Regions from separate parts of the Solanum lycopersicum genome. Here region 2 is linked to region 1. The links are chromatin contacts, called in public promoter capture Hi-C maps. All regions are on one chromosome and are shown on one strand. The core of a region is the stretch at or near the end of the contact, and the rest is flanking DNA. Distances in the headings are between cores, read along the strand shown. Region 1 holds the start of LOC101246463 (auxilin-related protein 2). Region 2 holds the start of LOC101247358 (cytochrome b561 and DOMON domain-containing protein At3g07570).

Region 1 (3,521 bases), core at 259-2,758:
GACCCTCTCCATGCCCTCCAAAGCAAAGGGGCAATAAGTAGATAAGATACAAAACCATTTTCAAACTGCCAATCATAATAAGCAGGCAGTATACACACAATCATCATTGCATAATTAATATTCTCTTCTTCTTTTTTTTTGGACAAGGAAAACCCGCAGTCACTACCCTTTGATTGCGCACAGGATAAAACCACTGCTCCTATGTAATAGCTCGCAAACTACATAGGATAAGTAACCCACACTAGGCAAGCCCAGTGCAACGAGCTCGACCCAGAAGGCAAACCCCTTGCTTTCGTTGGCAAGGGGTTTCGAACTTGAGACCTCCAACATGGAATCCCCAAGCCCAAATCACTGGGCCAACCAATACTCAATAGATGAGTCATAATCAATACTCTCTAGTACATGTTTATCTATGCAAATCCTTAGATGCGTCACTTGAATTAGGAACACATTGCTAATTTCATCTAATAGCTCTAGTATATCAACAATACATTTAATAACTCTGAGGAGTATACTAAGTTCTACACATTAACGGGCCCATATAGATTTCAAATTCTATGATATCAAGCAAGAAATTCAAATAATCAAATTTTGAACCACTGATCTCCAGCCTAGTAAGATTTTCATAAGAAGTGCTTGCAAATATATTTCATGCAACTGAATGAAATTCTGTTTTTGTTCATGACCAGGCCAACCACCATGTTGCTCCACTTAAATACAGAACTTAGGTAGAACAGCAAGATCACATTTGTTATTAATTTCTAATTACACCAACTATACAATCAGATATGAGAAAATACCTGCTACTGGTGCCAGTTCCAAAGCCAGCTAGTAAATCATCGAACTCTGTGGAACCAACACTGCTCTTTGGTTGGGCCACCTTCTCATTCCTCCCCAAATTCCCCAAGAGATCATCAAAATGAATGTTTTGTTGAGGTGGAGAAGTCATTGTAGCAAAGACATCGTCCTCAAATCTTAGTGTAGATGAAGAAGATAGGGCTTTGCTCTTTACTCCCGGTAAGCCGTCAAATATATCGTCGTCGTACACTGGCTTGTCATTGACAGGGAAGGAGGAGGTCTTGATGTTATCATCATTGTTGTTATTGTTCTTGGCGGATACGAAAATAGAATCATAATTGTAATCGGCAGAGTTATTGGTTTTGGTGTATTTAGGAGGGCCACCGAAGACGTTGAATAACATAGGATCAGGATCAGAAGAAGAAGTTGATCGGATGTCGGATCTCATTGGTGCGGATTTTCCTGCGTGCCGAAAACCCAAGTCTCGAGCTAACACATCGAGGTCATCCATTGGTTAATATAGATCTGATACTGCCCTTCAAAACAGGCCAATTGCCGCCGGATGGATCTGACTTGGTTAGGGTTCTATCTGTCTTGCTTCTTCTTGCTATGTCTCTTCCTCTTCCTCCACCTCCGGCCCTGTGCTTCCCTTTTTCCCCTCTCTCCTCTCTTTCATTTCTTTCTTTTATTTCACTCATGGAAACACCCTTCATCTTTCCTAAAATTTATACTCTCTCCAAAATACAAGACTATTTTTTTACCAAATCTTTTCCTAACTACTGCTTTTTACTTTATCGTCGAATCTGTTCTATCTATATTTGTATATTTACCTAAAAAAATATATGTTACGTTAGTTGTTTATGTTAACTTTTACTTTATGTCATGATGAAGATGTCACGATTCAAAATTTATGACCATGATCGGTGTTTTAGGAGCTAGTCTAAGCAAGCCTCATCGATATTCTATCTAAAATTGGATAGAGTTTCTCCTATTTTTATTTCTATCTATTTTTTCACTATCTGAGTATTCAACAACACATTGCCAAAACAATACACAATTTTTGACAATAAGCTATTAGTGATGTAATGAAAGAATACTCATGACTCTAATAAGGAAAATTACTAATAGAGCGACTCTAGAAGTTTTAAAAAAGAGAAACAATAGAATTTCAATAAACTTCACAATATGAGGCCCACCAAGAATTGGCAACTCACACGCTCTAATTAATGAAATCCTCGCCAATATGATGAGTTCGAGATTTGGACTAATTTAGAGCTTATTTTATATGGTGTCATCAAATGCTTATTTTGTGCAAATAACTGATGTTAAATCCTTAATCTTCAGGAATAAGGATTGAGGAACAAATCAAGGACGTTAACAAACAAATACAAACAAAACAGGCTGAAGAAATAAAGATGGACAAGCTTGAGGATCACCAAGATCACACCGAGTGGCACATCTGACCGCCTAATGTTCTGGTGTGCCAAGCCCAGAGGAATAAAACTAAATCGGCGAGAGAAAGAAGCAGTTGGCAAATGATCGAGTAGTTCCGCGGTGCAATGTTAGATCGCTCAAAGTTACAGACCTTGAGGATGCTGAGTACCAAGGCAAATGGCCGATGGAAGATACCAAAGGGCAACTCTCCGAGTGGTTCGGCGAGCCCAACTTACTTCGCCGAGTGACTCTTTGCAACACATTTTTTGTGACTATAAATATATTTTTGAACATCTAGTTCGTATCGATTATTGAATCTTTTCATCAATTACTATGGAGAACATTTTTTTTGGAATTTTTTAGCATTTGGAGAGAGTTTTCTCTAGTTTTCCTAAACTTTGAAAGATAGAAGAAATTCAGTTTTGAGATTTTGGAAGTAGGTCTTGAAAATCTTTGAAGTGGAGCATTGTAAGGGAGAAATCACTTTTATCCAGTTGATAAATAATCAATTTGGTAACGATTTTTATCTTTTTATAATATCTAGCTAAAAACCCAAATCATGGGGTGTTATTATGTGATTATGAGCTGATTTAGTTTATAGGTATTGCTAATTTTTAGTTTAAATGCTATTTAGAAGTGAGTTGAATCATTAATTGTTGTTTAATTTAAGGAATGCAGTTCGAAATGTCGTTCTATGTTGTGTTCTTGGCTTGCTAGAGAGAGAGGTTTTAGAACAAAAATTATTGATTAATGGTTTGTGGGTATTGGGTTGACCCTAATTCAGCTCGAGAGAGTGAATCCTAAACTCAATCCCATATATTCATTTCTCGAGAAGGTGTGGGTTGCTCTTATTTTGAATGCTTGTTGATGTTCAAGAGAAATCACTTGATTCTTGGCAAGTTATTCGAGAGAAAGTTTACCTCCACTATAGTCTAGTGTACTCACTAATATCTAGCTATTTACTAATAGGTGCAATTCCTATAATTGATCACATCCCAAGAATCTTTCTCAATATTGTTCATTTGTATTTTTATGACGGTTGTGTGTAGTTGATAATCAAAACCAACCCCCCTCCTCATTTGACATTCATGTCACCTCTTAATTTGAATGATGTTTTTATTCAATATTTTTATTCCTATAACCGATTTGAACATGTTCATACTTCTCAATCGAATCCCAAAACATATACTAGTCCTTGTGGTATTCGACCCCAACTCATTTAGTTAGGTCATATACTGATTCACGATCATTGATGTTTAAAATTGGATGAAGTGTCTTTGGAAACATTA
Region 2 (3,521 bases), core at 396-2,895, 170 kb after region 1:
TCATTGAAGGTTGGTTAAGATTTCCTTGTTGGAGGTTATCTTTCAATTTGTTAGAAAAAAAAACAACTCTTTCATTATTCTTTTGTCACAGATTCCTCCAGGTGCAGTAACAAGCCTTCTGGTACTACACCTCAATGTGATTTGTGTGTGTTACAAAATCTATTAGATCAATATTATCTCTTGAAAATGAAAATTTTGCAAATATATTGTACATTTTAATATGCTAGTCTTTCCGTCATGCAGCTTCTTGATGAAAATAGATGGTACAACTTTGATGACAGCCACATATCACCGATTAATGAAGAAGATGTGAAGTCTGCTGCTGCTTATGTGCTTTTCTATCGGAGGGTAAAAACAGATCATGACCATTCTGTAAGTAATGGAACAGTGTCTTCAGCAGGTCAACAAAGCATCTCATCGCGGAAGTAGTCTCTCGCACCATGTAATCAGCTCTCTTGTACAAATCAATGTATTAATTTAGTGAAAAATACTTACTAGGAAGGAATGAAGTTTAGGGTGTCAGCCGTTTTGCAAAGTAAAATATGTGTGCGGGTGATGATCAGCCAAGAATACCAATCCTAAGAGGGAAGGAGGAAGAAACATTAAAGTAACAAAGTGGGGCAAAAAAATTAAGGAAAAGCTGAAACCAGTTGTAAAAATTGTTCTTTTATTTCCCTTTTGTTTAGTTGTGGGTTATTCTTATCTTTTATTCCATCAAAACAATTAATCGAGTACTCAACTTTGACTAAACATTATAAGAATAAATGAGTCGTTTTCAATGACATATAAGCAAAATTCATTTGTCACATGAAGTAGTTCAGTAATTTCATGATAAATTGGACGAGCTTTTCTTTACACAGAAATTATTTTTGATCCTGGTGTAATAAGTTAAAATGTGAGTGAAATTATCCTTTTAATTGATATTGCTGAAATTGTTTTTTTTCCTTTTTGACTATCATATTATAAGTTTACTTGGACGTGATTTTATACAATCTTTTATCATAATCACATGAAGTTGTTTATGTTGAGTTTAAATTTCACTTCTTCTCTAATTCCTTCAGAGGATTTTGGAAGGGTAGTGTTACTTTACCTTGTGAAGATAGAAAAATTATATTTTTCTCTGTTTCACCAAGAATGATTTAGTTTAACTTGGTACGAAGTTAAAGAAAATTTTTGATCATGTGGTTTTAAATTAAAGTTATGAAATTGTCCTTTAATCTTGTGATCTTAAACATGTCAAAAAGAAATATGTCATTCTTTATGGAAGGAGTATTTAATTAGACCTTGGTTCAAAGTTAAACATATCAAAAGCCATATGGAAAAGAAAAGAAATACTCCTCCATAATTACTAGTACATTTTGACAAATCAAGATGTGATAAATTTTCTTTTACTTATTATATTCTCAATTAATTACTTTGAAAAAGGTTAAATTTTGCAAATTCTAAGTTTTTTGATTCATCTACTTTATAATTAATTGAAGTAAAATGATAAATTTACTATATCAATAATTATTTTTTCAATAGATGTGTTAATTTAAAGTGGACAAATAATTAGGAATGGAGTGAATATTGTTATTGGTAGGGCAACGCAATAACGCAACAAAGTATTCATTACTATTGGTGCTGGCATAGGGATAATTGCACGTTTGGTCCCTGGACTTTGCAAGTTTGATCCTTGTAACCTCTGAATCTTTCTTTACCTACAAAGTGGTAAGCCATGTTAGTTTTGGATATAGATAAATAATAAAGTTGGTAGCCAACTGTTAGCAGAATATTATAGTGGAAGGTCAACTAGTATGATATGATAAATTTGGATTCTCATCATTATTAGTAAAGCGAAGAGAGATGAAGCTTTTTTTTTTGTTGTGGTTGTTGTTGTTGTTGTTGTTATTGTTGGAAGTTAATAGTGAAGATTCATGTACTTCAAATCTTAACCTAAAAAACAAACCTCTGTTTGATACTTCTTCATTTCATTGTGTTTCTGTATGGGATGAACAAGGTTATATCCTGAGAGTAAGTAGAGGTAGAATGTTTGATACATTTACTCCTATATATATATATATATATACTAATTTCATTTATTTTAATATGATTGCAGTATTTGCAGACGGATACAAAAGTATGGAGTTTCCTCTTATCAGCACCAAATAGCAATTCATTCATAGGGATGGGTTTTTCAAAAGATGGTAAAATGGTAGGTTCAAGTGCAATTGTTGGATGGATAAGCAACGATGGGTCTTCCACCATGAAAAGGTATTATCTAGGTGGACAATCATCGGCACAAGTTGTACCAGATGAAGGGAATCTTCAATTGGTGAATATGACATCTTCTATTATAGCTGAAAATTCAAGGATTTATATGGCTTTTCAATTGAGCACCGCAGTAACACCCACAAATCGACTTATTTACTCCCTCGGGCCTAACGGACGCCTACCATCACCCATCAATTATCAGTTGTCACAACATCGCGCACATATCTCCACCTTCTTTGATTATAACTCAGGTATGTATGTATTTATTGTGATTGAACCCTATTTATATAATCTTGAGCCAAATTCAAAAAATAAAAATTCTGAATGAATCAGACAGATTACCTATAATTTTAACATCCCTAATGATCAGTAGTAATATACTCCTAAATTAATTAGCATAAAAGGACGGGTAGATAAATTCAAAAACTCTTCTTTTGTTTATCTTTGATTCCATAATTCCAACTTCTTTTAAGGCATTTTGTAAATAATAATGTGGATATTTTTAGATCTAATTATTAGCAGTATCAATATTTTAAGAATTAAATTATTAATAATAGAAATTTTTTTAGACCAAACTGTTAGACTGATTAGCATATTCATTCAATTACATATACAGGTTTTATGATTAAGTTTAGTTTTGTGAAAAGTACCAATTAGAGAAAACCATTAGAGTATTCAGGGCCGTAGCTATCCTATAAAGAGAGTGTCTGATTGGACACTTTTCATTGAAAATAATATTATATTTATAAGTTAAATAATATATAAAGTAATTAAATAATAAATTTAGACACTCTTTAATAAAATAAAATGTTGCAGTCCAGTTATTTTAAATGCCTCCCGAAAATATATGTGTTCAAATATTACTAGTAATATCTTTTTTTTCTTTTTTCTGGAATGCTCATTAAATTCTTGACTCCACGGAGTGTAATTGGTCAGTCAATGTATTAATTCATTACATGAAATCAGTGCGGGGCCCACGGCAAGTGATGAACGCGTTTTGTGCTCTGTAATGTCATTTTCGAGGGAAAGCAGTTTAAGTAGTAGTAGTTTATCTCCACCTAACCAGCTACTTCATCAACCACTCCTACTAACTACACCTATGTAAAAAATAAATTCAAACATAGGTAATTCGTGTAATCCATTCAGAATGGTAAGAGTTGGATTCAAAGTAATTTAAATTTGTTTCAATATCAACTCACTTAAGCTTAACCCATTTGAAATTTTTTTTCAATTGAGCCCAATTTAATCTCCAATTTCAACCCGTTTAA

The links. Promoter capture Hi-C pulls out the DNA fragments that hold promoters and counts their contacts.
Region 2: a contact with region 1 is called in a promoter capture Hi-C map of leaf, with 4 times the contacts expected there. The contact joins the promoter of LOC101247358 here to the promoter of LOC101246463 in region 1. A contact is called at or near these places in 1 of 1 promoter capture datasets (leaf) and 5 of 8 Hi-C or Micro-C datasets (leaf and leaf mesophyll).

Annotation. Positions count from the first base shown.
Region 1 is chr9:18,356,706-18,360,226 of SLM_r2.1, forward strand. It overlaps LOC101246463 (auxilin-related protein 2), which reads right to left and starts at 1,509. Exons shown (of 9, transcript XM_010327422.4): 1 at 801-1,509. The coding sequence starts at 1,309.
Region 2 is chr9:18,530,329-18,533,849 of SLM_r2.1, forward strand. It overlaps LOC101247358 (cytochrome b561 and DOMON domain-containing protein At3g07570), which reads left to right and starts at 1,646. Exons shown (of 4, transcript XM_069289093.1): 1 at 1,646-1,710; 2 at 2,099-2,504. The coding sequence starts at 2,168. LOC101246751 (ubiquitin carboxyl-terminal hydrolase 5) reads left to right here. Exons shown (of 13, transcript XM_004246196.5): 13 at 244-806. The coding sequence ends at 429.